Linked DNA regions of Sus scrofa: all the other regions are linked to region 3. The links are chromatin contacts, called in public Hi-C, HiChIP or PLAC-seq and promoter capture Hi-C maps. All regions are on one chromosome and are shown on one strand. Each heading gives the region's core, a stretch centred on a gene start, on an enhancer-like site or on the middle of the called end of the contact. The rest is flanking DNA. Distances are from core to core; before and after follow the strand shown. Region 1 overlaps ZNF45 (zinc finger protein 45). Region 2 holds the start of LOC110260999. Region 3 holds the start of SMG9 (protein SMG9). Region 4 holds the start of ETHE1 (persulfide dioxygenase ETHE1, mitochondrial). Region 5 holds the start of PINLYP (phospholipase A2 inhibitor and Ly6/PLAUR domain-containing protein).

Region 1 (2,700 bases), core at 69-2,568, 170 kb after region 3:
TAAAATAAAATGGGGATGATTGCTGTCTTAATTTGAAGAGTCGTTATGAGGATGAAACCAGATACCACATGTAAAGCGCTCATGTAAATGGCACCTTGGTAGGTGGTGAGTCAACCGCTGTAAACATCAGCTGTGATCATTGATGTGGGGAGTGTTTTATGAAGGGCCTGGATCTTCTAGTGGGTAAAGTTAGGTGCTTAGAGTTGGCTTTGGTGCGCCGTCTGATCCTAACAAACCTTGATTCTAATCCCATTTGTTAAAATCCCACTGCAAGAGAAGCTTGCAGTGTTTACCTTCTTTAATTTTTTTGCCCTCAGGTAACAGAGCATTCTTTGAGGTTAGTAGAATGATTTGAAGGTGAAAACCTCCAGTCCTTAGTCTGTCAGAAAGTTTTCTAGAGGGCTGGTTTTGACCGATGCCACTCAAATTGTGATCCAGGAACCACCACCACCATCCTGGCGTTTTATTAGAAATGTGGAGGAGTTCCCTGGTGGCTCAGTGCATTAAGGATCCAGCATTTTCATGCCTGTGGCACCAGTTTCATCCCTGGCCTGGGAATTTTTGTATGCAGCCAAAAAAAAAAAGAAAAGAAAAAATGTCAATTCTTAGTCCCTCATCCTTGATCTCCTGATTTAGAGTTTCTGGGGGTGACACATAGGACCCTTTATCTTGGCAGGGTCTGCTGTTGAGCTGTGGAATGTGAAAATTTGAGAAGCACAGGGTGAGAGAATAGACTCATGACTTTTTTTTTTTTTTTTTTTTTGTCTTTTTGCTATTTCTTGGGCCGCCCCTGCAGCATATGGAGGTTCCCAGGCTAGGGGTTGAATCGGAGCTGTGGCCGCCAGCCTACGCCAGAGCCACAGCAACGCAGGATCCGAGCCACGTCTGCAACCTACACCACAGCTCACGGCAACGCTGGATCGTTAACCCACTGAGCAAGGCCAGGGATCGAACCCGCAACCTCATGGTTCCTAGTCGGATTCGTTAACCACTGTGCCACGACGGGAACTCCCTGACTCATGACTTTTGAACAAACTATTTTCTGTTTCCCTCCAACTAAATTGCTCATCCTTTAGATACCTGCTTGGCTGTCTGCCTCTTAGCTCAGCGCTTTGCTCAGAAGCCTTCCAGGACAAACGCTCTGTCTGTAGTGGCCCCTCCCTCCATCTCTTCTTACCCTTTATCCTGCCTTCTTATTCTTAAAAGTGTTCTCACTGTGGCTCAGCAGGTTAAGAAGCTGACAAGCACCCATGAGGATGCACATTCGATCCCTAGCCTTGCTCAGTGGGTTAAGGATCTGGCGTTGCCACAAGTCATGATGTAGGTTGCAGATGTGACTCAGATTCAGCGTGGCTGTGGCTGTGGCTGTGGTGTAGGCCAGGCCGACAGCTGCAACTCCGATTGGATCCCTAGCCTGGGAACCTTCATGGGCCGTGGGATTGGCCCTAAAAAGAAAAAAAAGAAAAAAAAAAAAGGAGGTCGTGAATCTTGGTGTGGCCCTCCTCACAGGCTCTCTGGCCCCCGCCTCTTCCCCCTCAGAGCTCCCGTCTGCTGGGAGAGCATCTCTTTCCAACACAGAAGGAGTCCTCTGACTCACTTCCTCACTCCTTTCCTGCTTTCCTGCTGACTTGCTGATAAACAGGGACTCACAGCACCATGGGTTGAGTCCTGTCTTCCTGTCCGTCTTTTTCTGCCTCTTGTTTGTGTTCACGTACAATCGTGGCATGTGTTCCCTTGAGGTTTTTCCGTGATTCTGCTTTTCCGACTGAACCCAGTCATCCAGGAGTTCCCATCGTGGCGCAGTGGAAACAAATCCAACTAGGAACCATGAGGTTGTGGGTCTGTCCCTGGCCTCGCTCAGGGGGTTAAGGATCCGGCGTTGCCATGAGCTGTGGTGTAGGTCACAGACACGGCTCTGATCTGATATCGCTGAGGCTGTGGTGTAGGCCCACTGCTGTAGCTCCGATTTGATGCCTAGCCTGGGAACTTCCATGTGCCACAGGTGCGGCCCTAAAAAAACAAACAAACATAAAAACCCGCAGTCATCCTACAGGGCTTAGATCAAGCCCCGCTGATGTAGAACCTGCTCCGTATGAGTGTGGCCCTCAAGACCCATTACTTGTGCCTCCAAAGCGCCCCACTCACTAGCCCGGTACTGTGCAGCGTGCAGCTAGATTGCTGGCGTCCTAATCACTAGACTATCAACAGCTCGAGTAATTGTATCTTTTTAGTCTGATTTCCATAAATGTTCATTGAGTTAATAAACTCATTTTTTAAATAAAGAATTAACAAGTCAATCCTATCTAGTGCTAATCATGTAGGCAATGAAATATTTGCTGTTCTTCTCTCTCTCTCTCTCTCTCTCTCTCTCTCTCTATATATATATATATATATATATTTTTTTTTTTTTTTTGGCTGTGCCTGTGGCATGTGGAAGTTCCTGGGCCAGGGATTGAAATCATGCCACAGCAGCAACCAGTGCCACAGTAGTGGCAACACCAGATCCTTAACCCGCTGAGCTGCCAGGGAACTCCCCATTCTCAATATTTTGATGGACACATTTTGTGGATTTTGTAACAAGAGTCCTTTTAGGCATTAACTTTGAAGAGTGGAAAGCACCTTCCTAAAATGGTAACAGAGGCCCTTTTCTTTCCAGAGATGACCTTGCTCTTGCAAATATTGTGAAAGACCGAGAGGAAA
Region 2 (2,700 bases), core at 134-2,633, 200 kb after region 3:
ATGGCAACGCTGGATCCTTAACCCACTGAGCAAGGCCAGGGATCGAACCCGCAACCTCATTGTTCCTAGTCAGATTCGTCAACCACTGAGCCACGACAGAAACTCCAACATGTGTTTTTAAATTACTATTGTAATAAAGATACTTTAACCAGAAAATATAAAGGAAAAACTCTTAATACAAAACATCTTCCCTCACCAGTAGACTCCTCACTGCTCTAACATTAAATCATAGGCTTTGGGAGTTCCTGCTGTGCACAGGATTGGCAGTGTTTTGGGATTCCTGGCCCTGGCACAGAAGGTTTAGGATCCATTGTTGCTGTAGCTGCAGTTTTGATTGTAATTGCAGCTTGGATCTGATCCCTGGTTTGGGAACTCCATATGCCACAGGGTGGCCAAAAAAAAAACAACAAAAAAACAAATCATAGGCTTTGGGAGTCAGCCTTGGCATTGGGAGTCCAATGCCAAGATTTTCAGCATTGTTAATGCCGTTAATTAAAGGTAAAGAAGTAGCCTTAGCCATTAATGTACTTTTTTTGTTTTGGTCTTTAGGGCAGAACCCTTGGCATATGGAGGTTCCCAGGCTAGGGGTCCAGTCAGAGCTACAACTTCTGCCTACACCACAGCCACAGCAGCGCAGGATCCAAGACGTGTGAAACCTACACCACAGTTCATGGCAATACCAGATACCTGACCCACTGAGTGAGACCCAGGGATTGTTTCTGCTGCACCGCAGTGGGAATTCCAACAATTTCTTAACTTCTCTGAAATTTAATGTTTTCACCTCCAAAGTAGGTATTGTAATAACCTCAATAAAGGAAAAGCAATTTTCCATAAAACAGGCTCCCACTTTGGCCCTTTCAAGTTGTTTTTCCTGCCAAACCAGTGATACCACAGGGTCTGGAGTTGGGTTAATACCTTCTTCGTTCATTTTTCCACCCAAATCATTCTACCTCGCCTATTCTTTAGCCTTATACTGTCAGATTATACTCAAATTACTCTCCTTTTAATCACCTACCGTCCCCTAGTCATTCCTCAGTTAATTTTTTGAAGGTTTTATCTCCTCACTTCCTCCCCCGCCCCCCCTCCCGTGCCAACAATACTGCTGCCATAATTGGGAGGATTTCTACTTCAAAAAGTCGTGTCTGTGGAATACCTTCGCGGGACGACTCAGGAGCAGACTCTTACTACCACCACGGAAGTCGGGACTGTGGGATTCTTTCCGCCCTGGCATCCTGGGAAGTGGAGGCAAGAAACTTCCTGCGCCCCCAACACGTCTACCTGGAAGGTGAGACTCCCGATGGTTTTCCTTGGTATTCTAGGAAGTGTAGTCCAGATGCTCCGCGTAGTCGCTTGCACTTCCGTGGGCGTGGGTGGGAGGAGGGTGGTGCCTGGTGCATTCTGGGAAGTGTAGTCCAGATCCTCTGCGCACCAATTGCACTTCCGGGGGTCTGATGCATTCTGGGAAGTGTAGTCCAGCCGCTCCGCGAACTCGTAGGCACTTCCGTTCCCCGAGTGTTAGTTTGCTGGTGTTTTCTGTGGGGGCGGTGCGTCAGTTCCGAGTCTAGCTGGCCCTTCTGAACTTCCTGGATGTTTGCTCGGGAGCCGCAAGGACTTGACAACAGATTTAGGGGAAAAGAATCTTTGGCGGAGAGCACAGGTACCCAGGCGCAAGGACAGCGGTGTGTATTCCCTACTCAGAGCCTCTGTGCATTGAGAGTCGTCTCTTTACCCAGATAGGGCACGAACTCTAATTGCGTATCCCCAGGATTGAGAGTTCTCCTGCTCTCAGCTCGCCCAGTCCGCCTCCCTACACTTTTCACGCACCCTTCTGTTTCCTTGCGTTGGGAGTTAATCTCCTGGTGCCTCTTGTTGCTTTTCTTTAAAATATTAGGATATTAGGACTTTCCTGATACAATCGTTTGGGGACTTAAAAGAGATGGTACAAATTGACGTCTTAACTAGTACCTGGCACGTAGTGAATTAACATCTCTTCTTGATGTTAATTTACCCTGGAGCGGTTAGGTCCCCGGGTTAGGGTCAGAGATCCAGCTTCAGTGATTCTTGCCCTTCTGTCTTTGCCTGTGTGATGCTGGATAATCCCGGACCTATTCTGACTTTTTTGGAGGGAAAGGTGAGGATTGCTTCCAGATTGCTTGAAGGGAGGGGAGGCTTTAACTTTAATCAGAGACGGGGACTCGATCGTCGCATTCCACAGCGTTCTTTCTTTCCCCAGCGTGATTTCTCAGAAAGGGCTGCACTGAGGTAGAAGGAGTGACTCCTGGGCTACTGAGAGCAATGCCCGGAGTAAATGAAACTTGACATCCTTTTTTTTTTTCCAATGGTGGGCACATCAATCAGAGGATATATAGAACGTGTAATTGGACATGGGTATTGTTGGTAATTAACTTCAGATTTCTGGCTGCGAAGCAGTGGGTTAAGAATCCGTAGTTGCCGCAGCTGCAATCCCTGGCTCAGAACGAGGGTGCGGCCGTAAAATAAAATTTTAAAAAACTAACTTCGATGATGAGGGCTTTGCACAAGTAAGTATATTATGCCACATCATGGCTCCGTGAAGAAACATTGCATTTTCCCTATTCTGTAAAATGGGATTGAGACCTAGGGAGCTGTACATTATTTGCACATAGTCACCCACCAAGTAGGAGGCCAAGTTGGGGTTGGAATTCAGGCAGCCTGAGTCCA
Region 3 (2,700 bases), core at 159-2,658:
AGGGCTGCTTACAGATGCTCATGCAAACTGATTCATTCCGCACATTTGCAAATAATTGTTTACAGTTTCTAGTGACTATTCCCCTTAGAAATTGGGACTCCTCCCTCTCCTGCAATTAAGTGTCTGTTCCCTTGTCTCACTGGGGATTCTGCCCCAGCACTAAAGTGTCTGTTTACAAACCTAAGAGGAGCCCCTTCCCATGCATGTTATTCAGGGAACTTCCACAGTATTTGAGTTTATTCCACAGCCCCTAACAGGAGTTGTCCAGAATTTAAGAGTCCACCTACAAGAATTTTGGAGACCCCCAATATTGTTTCCAGGCTCCTCTGGGGCTTACCCACCCCCAGAAGTATAAAGCCAGTCTACTTGTGTTTATTTACAGATCTCTTACAGTGACCTTCCAGAATTTAAGAACCTTAATTACAAATTCTTTGTGAGGCTCCCTCAGTACTTAAGCATCCCTTCATCCCTCCCTTTTGGGGATCTCCCAGAATCTAAGTGCCTGTTGGCAAGTTATTTGGGGAGACTCCCAATTCCTAACTCCGTATTTACGGTCTAATGAAGCATCCCCTCCCCAGGACTTGAGTCTATCCACACTATTTTTCTGAAAACTCTCTAGCAATTACACATATATTTAGTCTCTTATATGGAGTCTCCCCTGGAACTTGAATCTATGTTTTACTCAGGGAATTTACTCATAATTAGACAACGGTTTACAGGCTTCCCGCGAGGAACCCCAGAACTTTAGTTTCTATTTACACAGTAACTGGAAGTACTTGAAGGTCCTCCCTAGTGTTTAAGGATCGTTTGCAGGCCTTCTACGAGAATTCCCAGAACTTGAAGTTTCTCTATACACGTTACTAGAGAGACTTCGCAATAATTTACGGCCAGTTTACAGGCTCTATTACGGCCTCCCAGAACTGAAGTTCCCACATACACATTTGAATCCTCCCCACCCAACTCCCGCCAACCCGGTATTTAATGGGTTGCTCTTGGCTCCACACTCAAGTTACACACACCCGCCCAGGCATCAGAGCGACCGAATAGCGGCCCAGGAGGGGGCGGGGCCCCGAAACCCGCCCCGCGCTCCGCCCCCCGCTGGGGCGCCAGCAGCGCGCGGGCACGCGGGCCCCTTACCTTAGTCGATTGGTTTCTGGGGAGCAGAGGTGCGGGCGCTCTGAGATAGGGGTGGGGGCAGGGGGTTCCACCACGAGCCACCGGCCTGTAAATGGAGTCAGGGGGTCCGGAATCGTAGAGGGGAGAGAGGCAGAGAACAAGCACCGGTCAATCCAGAACCGATCGGGGTACCCGGAAACGTCACCCAAGGGAGGCCGGCACGCGGAAGGAAAAGGCGGAGGAGATATCGCGGGGTCAAGCCGAGATCAGGTTGCGCCAGCTGCCGCCCCTGCGCATGTGCCGCAAACTGAGCGCGCGAGAATCGAGCGTGAGCGCCGGGCTGAGCATGCGCAGATGGAGGTGGTTGGCCTCAACACGCGTGCGGATTACGGAGGGAAGGTGGGAGGACGCGGCGACTCCTCCTCTGTGCGCGTGCGCGTCTCTAGGGGCGTGCGTGGGCGGGCAGAGCTGAGGGAGAGGCTGCGGTCTTGGAGGTTTTGAGTTCGAGTCCCACCTCTTCTGGAGTGTAGGCGGCATGCGGTGGGGTGGGGCAGCAAGTGAGGAATTTCGGTGATTGCCGAATGAATCAGACTTGGCATATGTGCTGGAAAAGATCCCGGTCTGCGGCGGGAGACAGCTAGTGGATCAAACTACTTAGGCATTGCAGGGCGCCGTTGGATCTTGAATTGATGGGCAAGGGCCCTCCAGGCGGGGGAACCCTGGGGGAAGGTCCAGACTGGCTTGTACTATTGGAGTTCCACTGAGGCGGGAGATGAGGCAGTAGACAAGGGCAGGTCAGATCCTGAAGGGACAAGAGTCGACGATTGGTATGAATACCAAGACCACGTATTAAACCCTTCGGAGACCGGGTGGAAATTTGAACCGCCTGAGGGTGCAACCTGTGTGAGGCGTTGAGGAATACCTGGCCCGGTGCAGAGAGCACACGCGCAGTCCACTAGTGGCGGGTTACCCTTGAGACTGACAGGTGGTACTAGAGAAGACAGCAGTTTGTGTATATTCATAGACATGTAGGTGAGTGGGGCGTTGGCTATTTTTCATTTGAAACTATATTTGGACAGGGAGCACCTCACCTGTACATTCTGACAAAATTCAAGCAGCCAGTAGGGTCCACAATAAAAGCCACTTTCCACCCTTGTCCCCATATTCCATCCCTAGAGCACCATTTCCCAGTTTCTTTTTCTTTTTGTTTATTTATTTATTTTTTTATCTTTTTAGGGCCGCAGCATATGGAGGTTCCCAGGCTAGGGGTTGAATTGGAGCTACAGCCGCCAGCCTACACCACAGCCACAGCAACACCAGATCCAAGCCGGGCCTGCAACCTATACCACAGCTGACGGCAATGCCAGATCCTTAACCCACTGAGCGAGGCCAGGGATCGAACCCACAACCTTAGGGTTCCTAGTCAGATTTGTTTCTGCTACGCCACAACGGGAACTCCCCTCCCAGTTTCTTTCTGAAGCTACTGTTAAAGCATTGGTGTTGAGAGCTTGAGGCTGGGTTCACATAAATGGTGGCTGACCTTGGCCAAGTTCCTTAACTCTCTGCTGCTATGCCCCTGTTTCT
Region 4 (2,700 bases), core at 68-2,567, 170 kb before region 3:
ACCCCGGAGGGGCGGGGCGGACGGGGCGGGGCCCGCCTTAAAGGGGCCGGGAGGTCCTGGGGGTGAGGACGCGGACGGACGGAAAAGGGCTGGGGGAGATAGATAGAAAACCGTGAGATCTAGGAAAACAAAGAACAGGGAGACACCAAATCCGACTAGTACCCAGGAGAATGGAGGACGCGGGTTCGATCCCTGGCCTCGCTCTGTAGGCTGGCAGCTACATCTCGGTTTGGACCCCTAGCCTGAGAGCTTCCATCAACCGAGAGAGCGGCCCTAAAAGGACAAAAAAAGGGGGGACGGGGCGAGGGAGACACACTGAGAGAAGCACAAACTTCTCTCCCTAGAGAAGGGAAACCCAACAAGAGACCCCAGTACACTTCCCAGCAAGCGGTGGGAAGAAAAAAAAATGTATGTTTTGGTGTCATTAGTGTCTTTTTTTTTTCTCTTTAGGGTCGCACCCGAGGCATATGGAAGTTCCCAGGGGTCCAATCGGAGCTACAGCTGCCGGCCGTATTCACAGCCACAGAAACAGGGGATCAGAGCCGCGTCTGTGACCTACACCACAACTCATGGCAACTCTGGATCGCTTACCCACTGAGCAGGGCCAGGGATCAAAGGCATCCTCATGTATACTAGTCGGATGTTTCCGCTGCGCCACGATGGCAACTCCCCAGGGTCATTCGTGCCTTGAGGGGCTGTTGGGTGAGTCCCAGAACAACAGATTATCTCATTAAAGTTTATTTTTCGTTTTTAAATTTTATTGTTTTTTTTTTCTTTTAATGGGCTACACCCGCGGCATAGGGAAGTTCCCAGGCTAAGAGATGAATAGGAGCTGCAGCTGCCCACCTAAACCACAGCTAAGGGCAATGCTGTGTCCTAGACCCGCCGTGTGAGGCCCGCATCCTCCTGGACTCTAGCCGGGTTCATTATTGCTGAGCCACAAGGGGAACTCTTGATTACTGAATTTAATCATAACAAATCTTCATTTTATAAGTAAGGAAACTGAGGCTTAGAAAGATGACGTCACTTGCCCCAGGTTACACAGCTGGAAAGTGCCAGTCTTGATTCCAGTTACTCAAGTAATCTGGCTCCAGAGCCCCAATTATCCTTTCATATAATTCCCACCGCTCCCAGGACTGGCCAGTACATTATCCCTGTACATTATCAGGCTGAAGACCCACCCATGCTGGGATGGTTTATGGGAGCTTCGCTGTCATTCCTGTGCTGGGCGCGAAGGTGCGCCGTTACTTCCCAGGGGGCAAGGGTGCCAAGCAAGCCACCCCGCGCTTGCCACCAGGACCTCCAGCCAGGAACAAGGGCCCTGGACACTGCTGCCCTCCTCGCCTAGGTCCGTGGCACTGAGGTGGGAGATCCCGAATCACCCAATGGCGAAGAGTCCCAGGCGCTATGCTAATAACGTGACTTTAACCTTCCGCTCGCTTTGAGTCGGGAGTCCATCTCCCATTCTCTCTCGAAGAAATGGCTAGGTTTTTCTTGCCAAGGCCTTGAAACTGATTCGGGAGACGGGACTCAGAGGAATTCTCGAAAAGAAGGGAAAGTACACATGCTGAGCGCTGTCTCGGTGATCTCTGAGTGAGGTTTCCCCGTGTTAGCTTCTGCACGTGATTGACTCCAGTCAGCCACCGTAGGCCCCGCAAGCGGCGGTACTCTTTCCTCCAGTACTTAGGCTGATAGCTCTGCGCTTGCTCACCCACTTGCTGGCCTTGTGCACCCACCCACTCCTTCCATTTCGTCTCCCCTGCAGCAGCCTCCGCGGGCCGCGACTGCGCATGCGTACTGACGCCCTCACCGGCTCGGCGTGGGAGGAGGGGATGGAAATGAGGCTGGGTCCAGCAGCTCGCGCGCGCTCCCTCCCCCGCCCTCTCGTCGCAGGGCGCGCGCCGGGCGGTGCAGCTCCTAGGAGTCCGAAGGCAGCACCGCAGTGGCCGCGGCCGCCGAGGGAGGGGCCCGGAGCCCCGCCCCCGGGGAGGGGCCGTCCGCAGGTGAGAAGGGCAGGGGTCTGGGCCCAGACGCCTGGGTCTTCGGGAAGTGGATTGGGGGCTGAACGCCAGAACTCCCGAAGAGGGATCGATTGGGGTCCTGATGCATAGGTTCCAGAGGGGCTGCATTGGCGCCTGAGCCTTGCGAGGATGCATTGGTGCCCGAATGCCCTGATCCCATGGGGTTCGTGGAGGTCAAGACGTTTGGGACCTCTAGGGAGAAGTCCGTTAGGGGTCTCTGGATCGCAATGCACGAGCCACCCTCTGTCTGTGTTTTCCTTCAGGTCTCCCATCTACCTTCCACGGCTCCAACTCCATGCCGGGATTGAAATTTAGTGACAAGAAAGGGGCAGTTCACCCGGCGTCAGAGAACTGAGACTAAGCCTAGAGCTGGGTAAAGCTACCTGTTCGTTGTGAAATCTCGCCTACTGAGCTTGTAGGCCCCTCCCCTAGTACAGAGTTGCTGAGCAACCGACTTTGGGTCCCGTTTGTATAGCTCCAGCCAGCCGCATCTGAGGTTCCGTGGCCGGTTCCGCCCACTAGGAAGGCCCCGCCAGCTCCGCGCAGGGGGCCGCCAGGACTTGAAGTTGTAGAGACCCCGCCCACTCCGCTCGAAAGCTCAAACTCTGGGACTAAGTTCCAAACGGACTGCTTCTGGGTCGGACTTGCATAACCCCGCCTTACGGCAACCGCTACCCTC
Region 5 (2,700 bases), core at 47-2,546, 140 kb before region 3:
CTTTAAAGCTAAATGTTTCCTTACTTGTTTCAGAGTCAACTACAGTTCTCTCCAGACAACTTCAACCTAACGAGCCTTCGTCCTCATAAGCTCCTGACTCTCTTTCCCAACCCTCTTTCAGCTTTATGGGAATCTATATCTCTCGAATTGCAATTCCTAAGACTCCAAATAAAGTTCGTTGTTCTTTGCAGCCCAGATGCTGATTTCTCTTCAACACCTTTTAGACTCCAAAAGTTCTCATAGAGACCCCTCACGATTTCCTTTACTTCTTCCAACCTCCCCCCACGCCAGTCCCTCACCGAGTCCTGGCTACTGCAGGACACCACATGGCGGAGGCGGATCTCCGGCATGTCAGCGCCGTGGGCTTCGCCTGGCCAGAAAGACGCAGGAGGGTCTGAGTTTAGGGGGCGGACAGGGGGTGCTCCCTGCGCGGGCTTAACTGCGCAAGCGCGCGAGGCTCGGGCCTTTCAAACAGCGGCGCGCCGGAGGTCGCGTCAACACTGCGCAAGCCCAGTGCGTCTCTCCAGCCAGAGGCCAGAGGCGCTGTTCCCTAGCAACGAACGAGCTGTTCCCGCCTCCCTCAGGCCAAACAGCTCTCTAGCCCCTCCTCCCAGTGACGTTCACACCCAGCGTTCGGAGAGAGAGTCTTGCTACCCGAACGGCCTCGGGTAGTGGGACCCAGAAGAAATTCGCCATCCTCACCGCCCAAACTGAAGCCCGAAAAGCAAGAGGGCAGCAAACCTGAGCAGATCTTTGCAGGGATCTGCAACCGGATCCCCTCAGCGGTTGCTGGCTACTCCCTTGCCGCCGCTCCCCCGCCCCGCCCAACACACAAGGAAAAAAAATCTCGGACCTTTGAAAGTTATGCCTGAGGCCAAGAGAGAGTGGGTAAAGGACCTAAATAAAACCCAAAGCACGTGCCCAAGGCAGACACACAAGCAGCCTCGACGGCTCCCAACCCTGCCTCAGTTGTCCAATATGACCTGTGGGCATCCGTCTCGTAACACGCCCATCCCTGCCGGTTGACAGGCACCCATCTGTTCGGTCCCCACGAGACCCAGAAGCGCATCTTCGGGTGGGGTTGGAGCTGGAGAGAGCCTTAACACAGAAAAGGGAGTATGAACCAAGCGTGCCAAGAAAGGAAGGGAGACTAGGCGCCGGCGCCTCTGCAGAACGAGCCTGGACAAGGTGGGCGCTCCCAGCTAGGGCCCCGCCCACGCTGAGGACCTCCCTGGGAAGAGAGAGAGAAGGGAGAGGGCATCTCAGTCCTTCCAGCCGCTCTATCCTACAGGGAATCTAATGTCCAGATTCTGATCTTGGGCTTCAGGCCAGAAAATAAAAGGTCGGGGAAGGATCGGTGGGAAAGGGAAAAAAGAGGGAAGTGCCCGTCTGAGTCCTGATGGAAGAAAGGCGATGGAGGCCCAGACTCCTGGGGTCCGGGCGGAGGAGGGGGCTGGGCACCAGATGCCCATGTCCCTTTTGGATTCTGGTTCTGTTTCTCCTACCCAGAGGTGCAGAGGCCTGCCCCCAGATCTTACACATCAGCCACTTTTCACCCTAGGGGTAAGTTGTGTCCAGACCCACCCCTCCTCAGTTTCCCATGAGCTGGGGTCCTGGAACTGCAGGCTCACTCACCCAACATGAGGACTTCCGTGAAACCTGAGACCTTCCTGCTGGCCTCTGCCCTGCTCTGCACCCTCCTGGGTCTGGGTGACTAGGGGCCTGGACTTCTGGGACTCCAGGAAAGAAGACTGACAGCATTCAGCAAGGTCCTCCAGGGGGAAAGAGTCCGAAAATTCAGATTCATGGTGAAAGCAGAGGGTAAAGGAGAGAAAGCTTGGGATCCCAGAGGAGGAATAGCTCAAAAACTTGCATTTGAATCCCTGAGAAAGGAGTGGGGGTGGGTGGGCTCTGAATCCTCTGATCCCTGGGGGAAGGCACTCAAAATAAGGTATCTGGGGAGTTCCCGTTGTGGCTCAGCAGGTTAAGAACCCAATTAGTATCCATGAGGATGCAGGTTTGATCCCTGGCCTTGCTCAGTGGGTTAAGGATTCTGGTGTTGTTTCGAGCTGCGGTGTAGGTTGAAGATGTGGCTCGGATCTGGCACTGCTGTGGCTGTGGCACAGGCCTCAGCTGCAGTTCTGATTCAACTCCTAGCCTGGGAGCTTCCATATGCCTCGGGTGTGGCCCTAAAAAGACCCCCAAAAATAAATTAAGACCCATTTGAATTCTAGAAAATCAGATCAGAGTATGACCAGAAAGGGAATTTTTTTTTTTTTTTTTTAATGGTTGGAAAGGGAGAGATTTCCTTTCTCTCAGGACTCTACGGAGTTCTGGTCCCCAATCCCCTTCTCTCTTAGATGCAGGAGTTCAAGAAAACTCCACCTTCCTGAGGACCCAGGTGTCTGGGCCCCTAGTTGCCTCCTCTCTCACGACCAAGGGGTCCATGCCCTTGCCCTCCTGGCCCTCACCCCTCCTTCTTGACTGGGGGTGCAGACCTACGGAGGGTAACTAAAAGGAAGAGGCCCACATCTGAGAACCACTTGGATCCGAAGGTTCACAAAAGTCCATGCAAATCTTCTTCCCCAGCTCCCCCACTCCCCATCCCAGTTCCCAAGCTTTCTCCAAGGACCCTAGCGTCCAAAGCCCCCAGCCTTGTAGTTTGGGAAACTTGCCCCAGGTAGAGTCGCTTCCCGTCCC

The links. Promoter capture Hi-C pulls out the DNA fragments that hold promoters and counts their contacts. A called contact is a pair of places that touch in the nucleus more often than the background predicts. HiChIP or PLAC-seq counts read pairs in DNA pulled down with a chosen protein or histone mark.
Region 1: a contact with region 3 is called in a Hi-C map of retroperitoneal adipose tissue, with 2.3 times the contacts expected there. The contact joins the enhancer-like site here to the promoter of SMG9 in region 3. A contact is called at or near these places in 7 of 47 Hi-C or Micro-C datasets (alveolar macrophages, embryonic fibroblasts, epiblast stem cells and 4 more) and 1 of 2 datasets of contacts at active chromatin or transcription factors (alveolar macrophages).
Region 2: a Hi-C map of liver shows a contact between it and region 3, with 6 times the contacts expected there. The contact joins the promoter of LOC110260999 here to the promoter of SMG9 in region 3. A contact is called at or near these places in 1 of 47 Hi-C or Micro-C datasets (liver) and 1 of 2 datasets of contacts at active chromatin or transcription factors (alveolar macrophages).
Region 4: a contact with region 3 is called in an H3K27ac HiChIP or PLAC-seq map of alveolar macrophages. The contact joins the promoter of ETHE1 here to the promoter of SMG9 in region 3. A contact is called at or near these places in 2 of 47 Hi-C or Micro-C datasets (heart right ventricle and liver) and 1 of 2 datasets of contacts at active chromatin or transcription factors (alveolar macrophages).
Region 5: a promoter capture Hi-C map of liver shows a contact between it and region 3, with 2.1 times the contacts expected there. The contact joins the promoter of PINLYP here to the promoter of SMG9 in region 3. A contact is called at or near these places in 1 of 5 promoter capture datasets (liver) and 1 of 2 datasets of contacts at active chromatin or transcription factors (alveolar macrophages).

Annotation. Positions count from the first base shown.
Region 1 is chr6:50,742,498-50,745,197 of Sscrofa11.1, forward strand. All of the region lies in intron 1 of ZNF45 (zinc finger protein 45), which reads left to right. Among named protein-coding and RNA genes, the nearest start is that of ZNF45, 22 kb to the left of the region's middle. Within about 2 kb of position 1,319, at least 4 of the 83 cell types and tissues checked have an H3K27ac peak or open chromatin away from gene starts, as enhancers often do. A contact at or near this core is called in retroperitoneal adipose tissue, where this site is marked.
Region 2 is chr6:50,771,366-50,774,065 of Sscrofa11.1, forward strand. It overlaps LOC110260999, which reads right to left and starts at 1,384. Exons shown (of 2, transcript XR_002344680.1): 1 at 1,154-1,384. It overlaps LOC100737582 (zinc finger protein 226-like), which reads left to right and starts at 1,520. Exons shown (of 13, transcript XM_021097546.1): 1 at 1,520-1,679.
Region 3 is chr6:50,568,339-50,571,038 of Sscrofa11.1, forward strand. SMG9 (protein SMG9) reads right to left here and starts at 1,409. Exons shown (of 15, transcript XM_013988666.2): 1 at 1,138-1,409. LOC102166702 (a long non-coding RNA gene) reads left to right here and starts at 1,144. Exons shown (of 3, transcript XR_298578.3): 1 at 1,144-1,515.
Region 4 is chr6:50,394,452-50,397,151 of Sscrofa11.1, forward strand. ETHE1 (persulfide dioxygenase ETHE1, mitochondrial) reads right to left here and starts at 1,318. Exons shown (of 9, transcript XM_005655917.3): 1 at 1,182-1,318; 2 at 1-89. The coding sequence starts at 1,185. ZNF575 (zinc finger protein 575) reads left to right here and starts at 591. Exons shown (of 4, transcript XM_005655914.3): 1 at 591-702; 2 at 1,766-2,003. The coding sequence starts at 1,791.
Region 5 is chr6:50,425,255-50,427,954 of Sscrofa11.1, forward strand. It overlaps PINLYP (phospholipase A2 inhibitor and Ly6/PLAUR domain-containing protein), which reads left to right and starts at 1,297. Exons shown (of 5, transcript XM_021097545.1): 1 at 1,297-1,601; 2 at 1,603-1,636; 3 at 1,638-1,710. The coding sequence starts at 1,414. It overlaps XRCC1 (DNA repair protein XRCC1), which reads right to left and starts at 476. Exons shown (of 17, transcript XM_013988646.2): 1 at 300-476. The coding sequence starts at 350.